2 separate regions of the Mus musculus genome follow, and region 2 is linked to region 1. The links are chromatin contacts, called in public Hi-C maps. All regions are on one chromosome and are shown on one strand. Each heading gives the region's core, a stretch centred on a gene start, on an enhancer-like site or on the middle of the called end of the contact. The rest is flanking DNA. Distances are from core to core; before and after follow the strand shown. Region 1 overlaps Ephb1 (Eph receptor B1). Region 2 overlaps Ky (kyphoscoliosis peptidase).

What was found. A called contact is a pair of places that touch in the nucleus more often than the background predicts.
Region 2: a contact with region 1 is called in a Hi-C map of cerebellum, with 3 times the contacts expected there. The contact joins two enhancer-like sites. A contact is called at or near these places in 4 of 39 promoter capture datasets (embryonic stem cells, hippocampal neurons, liver and 1 more), 4 of 484 Hi-C or Micro-C datasets (cerebellum, cerebral cortex, palatal mesenchyme and 1 more) and 1 of 115 datasets of contacts at active chromatin or transcription factors (differentiating embryonic stem cells).

What each region holds. Positions count from the first base shown.
Region 1 is chr9:101,937,075-101,940,638 of GRCm38.p6, reverse strand. All of the region lies in intron 12 of Ephb1 (Eph receptor B1), which reads left to right. Among named protein-coding and RNA genes, the nearest start is that of Gm31326, 46 kb to the left of the region's middle. Within about 2 kb of position 1,463, at least 11 of the 459 cell types and tissues checked have an H3K27ac peak or open chromatin away from gene starts, as enhancers often do. A contact at or near this core is called in cerebellum and cerebral cortex, where this site is marked.
Region 2 is chr9:102,542,420-102,546,288 of GRCm38.p6, reverse strand. Ky (kyphoscoliosis peptidase) reads right to left here. Exons shown (of 11, transcript NM_024291.3): 11 at 50-3,869. The coding sequence ends at 3,508. Among named protein-coding and RNA genes, the nearest start is that of Gm29387, 15 kb to the left of the region's middle. Within about 2 kb of position 1,363, at least 90 of the 459 cell types and tissues checked have an H3K27ac peak or open chromatin away from gene starts, as enhancers often do. A contact at or near this core is called in cerebellum and cerebral cortex, where this site is marked.

The DNA of each region.
Region 1 (3,564 bases), core at 214-2,713:
GACTAAGTCTGTGGTCACTACGGTCAGTATTCTTTAGTGCCTGGATTCCCGTGTGATCCCACAGAGACTTTCTCTCACAGAATCTGGTGGAGAGAGACATCATGACCATGCCAGTCACGTGGAAGCTCCTCTAAGATGAGTGCTCAGCAGGGGGCTGAGTCCTGAGACCAGTGCTTGGCCTTGGAAAGCCGCCCTTCTTCATAGAGTGGGTGAGAGCAGAAGGCTGTGTGCTGTATCTGTCCTCACCATGACAAAAAAAATGTATTGACTGGGTGGCTGCAGAGATAAACTTTTCTTCTTGAGGTAGGAGCTGAGTCTCATTACTGCTATGTCCCCTGTACCCGGCTGGGGACAGAATGGGTACTGCATAGAGGTCTGTTCTGTGGGATCTAGTTGGAGGAAGTTGGTCCCTGGAAGTTGTTTTTAACCCTGGCCTTTTCCTGTGTGCCTTTCTGTTTCTTGCCAGCCATGATAAGAGTTGTTCAGCTCCGCCCCTCACACCAAGATGGATTACCACCTCTGAAACTGCAAGCCCAAATAAAGGATTCCTCTGGGAACTTGTTTCTGTCAGGCATTTGATCACAGCAAAGATGAGCAGGAGTAATATATCATTGCCTGCAGTGTGCAGACCCGTACCCTCAGCATCTCTGGGGGAAGTGATACAGGATGCTGTGCAAAGCCTGGTCCAGAAGCAAGGGTCTCTTCAGCCTTTCTCTGTCCACAAGGATGTTGATTCCTTCCTACTGAACCTCCGTATTCTTCAGCATGCTAAGAATTCTCTTTTATGTTACCTAACACCCAGCAGAGAAAGTCACTGTTTCTCTGTGCCCTTTCTTAATACCTACATTGGAAAGTAAGGGACCCTTACGACACTTTGCAGACATGTGGATGGACTGGCCTTAGCTTCAGGTCCAGATTTCCTCTTCTAGCAGCAAGACCTACCTGGCTTGTGAATGCCTTGCCTGCTGCAATGTCATCAACTTCCTGTTCTGTCCCCTCATGGGGCTGGTCAGCATCCTCTAACCTAATAGATTTCCTGTCATACAACCAGAGATAAGTTAAGTAATCGTGACCGGCACTGTAATTACCATTGAGCTTGAGAAGACACCACCACCTGTGTGGTACAAAAACAAAAACAAACAAACAAACAAATAAACAGACAGAGGAGAAATTTAAAATCCTTGGGTGGGAAGACACAACCCCTTGCTCCCCTGACTCTGTGTTTCCCTTTGTTCTGCCCCCAGAGGTCAGTGTGCCCCTGGCTTCTCAACCAAGAAGAGCTGGCCATGACAAGTTGTCACTTCCTTGCCCAGGGTGGCTCTTCTGGAAGGCCCAGCCACCTGCTGAGATGGAGGGAGTGGTGATGACAGGCCGAGCTCCATGTTCAGTGAGGCCCAACAGTACAAGGTGGCAGAAGGGCTTGAGGCTGCCCGCCAGCGGGGCTGGCACGGCCACTTTACATGCGAGAGGGAGCAGTCAACAGCTGCTGCTGACAGCCCCTGGGGTCTGCTCCAGACTTGGCAGAGGAGGACACTCCCAGACTCCCAAACCAGCTCTTTGAAATTCAGAACTACACCTCCATCCCTCACCCTCTGCAACAAACACACACAAAAGATAAGCAAGCCTCAAGTCCCTTTACTTAAGGACTTTCTCCACCTAGTCGCCTCTGTCTCCTAGTTTTGCACACTAATGCTGATAAGTTCTCACATGAGCATCTCTCTCTCTCTCTCTCTCTCTCTCTCTCTCTCTCTCTCTCTCTCTCTTTCTCTCTCTGACACACACACACACACTGACACCCATCCTGTCCTCTCTTACCTTAACTCAGGAGTTGTCCACACTGTTTTGAGGTGGGGTCTGTTATTGGCCACAAGCCCACCAAGTAGTTTGGGCTGGCTGACCATGAGCCCCAGGCATATGCCCTTGTCTAGCATTGGGATTACAAGTGCAGGCCAACATATCTGGCCTTCTTTATATTGTTTCTGGGAATCAAACCCCGGTCCTCGTGGTTGCGAGGCAAGCATTTTACCGACTGAGCTATCTCCCTGACCCAACTCAAGTATTTTGAAAAAGCGAAAGCTCTTTCCCTTTGGAGAAGTTGGTCTATCTCAAGATGTGGCAACAACCTCTCCTTCAAGGACACAGTGAGCTACCACCCACTGACATTTCTGTGTTTGGCAGTTACTGGTTCGTCAGATGATTTCCACCTCTCTTCTCTGCCATGCTACCATATTGCTACAGCCAGTGAGTGCATCTGTGTTCTGGGGGATTGTGAGGACAGAGCATCCCTTGCAGGGCAGCCTAAGCCTGCCCTCCAGGTATTTGTCATGTTTCTGGCATTTGAGCTAAGGACATCTCCCACCACAGAAGCCTGCCAGAATCCGCAGGGGAAATCAGGACTGTCTTCCTTGCAGAAAGTTGGGCATGCGCTGGGGGAGGGAGGTCTGGGCCAGGTGGCCTTTATTTCTCTCAGCCCTGGAGAGGCAGCCAGATAAAATGCACTCTGCTGCTTAGTGTTGCTTCTCCCTCATCCTGTAGATTAACCATTTATACACGTACCAGGCATTCTTGCTGAACTCCACCAGAGATATCAGTGATTTGAATGTAAGAGTGTTCAATATAAAAGTTTGGCTACAGCTGAAGCATGGATCTTGGGAGGAAGGAAGGCAGTGTCTGATGCCCCTTGGTATAGCTTCTATTGTCTGGTTCTTTTAGTTTCAGGGATTGTGGAGTGATTCCCTGTCCAGGCACAGACCAGTGCTATGCGGTGAGATCTGGTATTTAGCATGATGGGTGGAAAAGAAATTCACCATGGCCTAAGGAGTGATGTGTTTGGGTGACAGCTTTGACACTTATCACATGAACACAGAAAGTCAGTGTATGTGTGTGCAGGACAAGCCAAACTTCCTTGATTGCTTTCTCACCCTTACCGCTTCTGCAGAATCCCTGGCCTCAGCTAAGCTGGACTGCTTTAGCCCTCTACTGTGGTCTGTCTGGATTTCCCTTCAGCCTCAAGTGTGTCTGGTCAATGACTTGCTCTCTAGAGCTGAGCACAGCAGAAACAGTAGTTAGCACACAGTGAGAACAGTAGTTAACACACAGGCAGTGCCCATCCAAGTATACCTCATGCATCAGATGTCCATGGACAGTCGCCCCTTACTACACTGGATGCTCAGGCTGTACAGCATCCCAGAAGGGTTGGCTACTTTCCCTGGTCACATAGGTAGAAAAAGCCAGAACTTGTGTCAAAACTAGTGGCCCCCCACAGCTCACCTTTGTCCTCACCCTCCTCCTTTTTCAAGTTCATTAACGACATTTTGAGTTTTTTTTCCTGGTCTGCCTCTCCATTATCCCATAAACATTGATAGCAATTTGTAGCCTCACTGGGTGGGCTCTTCTGGAGACCCCAGATCCTCCTTGAACGGGGCCAGGTCTAGAAGGCAGATAAGGGCCAAACAGAGAACTAAGTTAGACACATTCAAATGGCACTCAAGACCGAAAGGAGAAAACAAAAACAAAACAAAACAAAAACAAACAAGCCAATAAAACCAGATCAGCCCTTTGGAA
Region 2 (3,869 bases), core at 114-2,613, 610 kb before region 1:
CTCCTTGTAAGAGCAGCGATAAGGATGGATCGATAATTACATTGTTGGATAAAAATGAATATAAATTTTATTGAAAAAGAACCCCAGCAACAATGTGAGGACAGCATCTTTAACAGCCAGTGGCCCACACTACTCAGCACACACGGGGAGAAATAGTCACCTCTGCGGCTTTACTTACTCCAGATGAAAGGAAATGGCAGACCTCAGATAAACGGCCTTTGAAATCCCACAACAGTGAGCTATATGGTCACACCATTAACCTGGTGTTTACTGCCGGCCAACCAGTACTGTTTAAGAGTTACGAGTTAGCGGAGGGAGAACCCAACCGCTTCAGTAAGCACGGCAAAGAAAATGCCGGACCACTGCGGGAACTTTTCTCCTTTTCAAGTCCTTTGAGAATTTCGCCGAGAGTTTATTGGCAACGTGTCCCTCCTGCTTCACAACAGGAAATGGTTCTTTATATCTAGCTCAAATCCTTCATGCTTCAGTTAATCTATTTACGTCTCTTTAATCTCTGTGGGCCGGGAGGAGTCCGTCCTCGTGGGACAATGTAACATATGGAGAACTCAAAATATTCACAATCAGACAGAGAACAGTCCAGCTGAGCTGGTGGCACTTTTGAAGCAAGCTGAAAGAGCTTAATTGCACCCTTTTGCCTCACCACGCCCCATCCTTCTGCACCCTGGCGCCCATCCTGGGGCCTGCCTGGCAAAACGCTGAGTTTGATCAGTTTCAGCCTGTCATTGCCATAGTAATGAGTGTGATCACAGCGACCCCAGACAGGCATTCCTGTGCCCAGGGTTTCTGTCTCAGGAAAAGCTTTCTGGGCAAGATGCTCAATTCTTAATCCCATCCTATCTTCTCACCACGCCAGGCCAGGGAAGTCTCCCCAGGCTCTTCTGACAGTCTGCAAGACAACGCTGACATTGGCATATCAACCACGAGGATAACTATCCACGATGTGGATGCCGTAGACAGCATAACTTGTCCGCAAGGGACGAGAAAGCACCTAGTGATTTTTAACAAACATCATAAAAAGAGCCAGCTTGGGGGTTTGCAGCGGTGGCAACTTCGCACGTGATCCACCAGGGGGCGCTCGTGCCATTTGATCGGCCAATGAGACTCGTGGACCAGCAGACAAAGAGGGGGATTTGAATAAAAAGCCTTCAAAACGCAGCCTCCAAATTTTCAGGCTGAGCAGCATGCGTGTAAAAATTCATGAAGATTGGATTCGGTTTCGTGTATCTTTGCTTCAGTAAAAAGAAACGCAGGCGTTTTTCCGAGTGCACCTACAGTTGCCTTGACAAAGGGACTACCTGGTTATATGAGGAGGGCGGAGCGTGTGGTTGACCCGGGCCGCTGGGAGAGGCTCGGTCTGGGTCTCTGGTGCTGAGGACAGCTCCTGTTTTGTGGGGTAGCATCCTCCACAAGCTCCAGAATAGATTAATTATGCTGTTTTGAAAAAAACATGGGGATCATTTTCTGCAGGGCTAGCAGTGGCTGTCGCGGCTGTGTCTAGCGAGTGGCAGGGACCGCCGAAGCACTTACTATTTCGTTAAAACATAGCACAGTTCTTACTGCTCATAAAATAAAAGGGGTGAGGAAAGGCTGTTTCCAGGCAGTGCAAACTCCACCGTCTTCTTGTAGTGGAGACAACGCCACCTCCCACCCCACCCCACCCCACTTTGGTGCGTTTTCCAGGCGTGAGTGACAAGATGCTGATGGGCTGAGACTGCCAGAGGACCCTGGACATGAGCCAAGGCAGCTCAGCCCCTAGCAGCCATGCTAATCACAAGTGAGGCTACCCAGTCTGGTGGAGGGGGGCTATGTGGTATCAGGTGGGTAGCAGTGGGGACCTGTGGGAAAGGGGCAGAAGGGAATGAAGAGCTGAAGTTCTGGGCTCCTAGGTCTTCAGATAGGTTCCACTTGGCAGACTGCCCACCCAGAGATGCGGGTGCCTATGGCTGAGTCCTTTGTGTTCACCTCTATAGTCCCAGGATCTAGCATGAGGGGTCAGCCACTTATCGAAGGAGTCTGATGGGCTCTTACTGAGGAAAGACTTGACTGTAGAGGCTGTGAGTATCCCAGGCTGGCTCTGGCGGCAGCTGAGCCTGAGGACATTCCTTAGAGAGCAGTGAGGGATTGGGGGGGGGGGTGGTCCTGAGACAGGCACAGTGAGCAGAGTCCTAGAACCCTGAAATTTGGTAGGGACCCTCCTGGAGCACATCTGTGCACTGGGATGCTACTGCAGGAACCTCTTGTCGGGGGGCTCTCCTCAGGCCTTCCCTGTTTGCAGCAGCCTGCTTTTCCCCCCTCAGCTGTTGCCATGGAAACACCAGCCTCAGGTGCTGCTGAGGGCCAGCTAGGCAGCTCAGGCTTTTTAGGACAGGCCGGAGCAAGTAAGAGGCCCTCAACTGTTCCCAATGGAAGGAAGGTTGAACTCAGGGCAGGGGTTGTCATCTCAGAGAAAGACAGGAGGGAAAATGGCTATGATAGGGCTTTCCTCAGAGACAGAGACCAACACTTTCTCTAGGGGGCAGGTGGTGGTCCCCTCAGCTTGGTTTGGCTTGTAAGGAAGGAGCAACATCTTGTTATCAGACACTATCCCTGGTATCTGATAACTGCTGGGGCTAATCTGCTTGCCCAGGGCCCAGGTCATCAGCCAGGCTACCAGTGGGCTATGTAGGCATTTGAGGCTCCTGAGGATGGCTGGTGGGGGGTGGGGTGGGGCAATCTCCAGGCCCTCAGCTAAACTCTGGTAGGCACATAGAATCGGGGTCTTCACCCTTCCATGTGGGTTGCTGGACCTGCAAACCCACTCCATCCCTGGTCCCCAGCCAGGACATCCGAATGTGCACACGGCTGCTTTCCTGCCCTTAGCACATCTCAGAGATGCTAGGCATCAGGAGACAGCAGCCTCCAGTTGGCTGAGGGTCAGCTGGTTTGCTTTCTACACCCACCCCCTTTGCAAGCTCTTGAAGAGCATGAAGTAGCTAATAGGAGCACTAGGAATGTGGAAGATGGGCAGGCCCGACATTCCCTGGGGTCCAGAAGTAGTGGGGAGAAACACCATGTTACTTGCAGGGGGAGCACACCTTTCTCATAGATTCAGCCTCAAGCACCAGGCAGGCATCGTGGGGAAAGCTTTCAGCACCCGCAACACCTCCGCTTTCCCATTCAGCTCTACAGCAACAAAGTCCTAACACAAGAGCAGGCACAGGCAGGGGTGTACGTTTCACAATACCTTGGATTTACATAGCACCTTTTTCTTCTAGAGGGCCCTGGCCTCTGTCTCTTCTTCCACAGCCACATTGAGTGAGCCTTTGGCGGCACAAATTCCTCAGTGCCTGTGACACAGCAGGGAGATTGAGGCAGAGGGGACTGAAGCAGAGGCCTAGAAGTGGTTTCATGCAGATTAGTGGTGTCCTGGGCTCTCTGCTCTTAGCTTGGGCCCTCCCTGGGCAGGGCTGGCCTTAACCCTGGGGGACCGTGAAGAAATGCAGCCCCTCACTGGTCATTCACTTTGTATTTCAGGATGTAGCTGTAGAAGTTGTGGTTAGCATTCTCTAGCACCATGACGTAGACTTCCTGGCAGCCAGCTGTGTTGCAGCTGCCCTCCCAGTAGCCCTCGGGGTTAAGAGTGAGGGGCCACGTGTCCTGTCCTTTCACCAGAGCTTTGGCGATACCATGCAGCTTTAGTTTGAAGGCTATGTTGCGGTTGGCGGGAAGCACACCGGAGAGAGGCTCTAGCAGTTCATTGTCCTGTCCCCAGTTGCCAAAGCTCTCAGGGAACATGGGCCAGTTCACCTTGGTGTTGGCGCAGCACAAGAGGTAGTTGAAGACAAAGATGAAGTTCCCTTGTTCCTGCC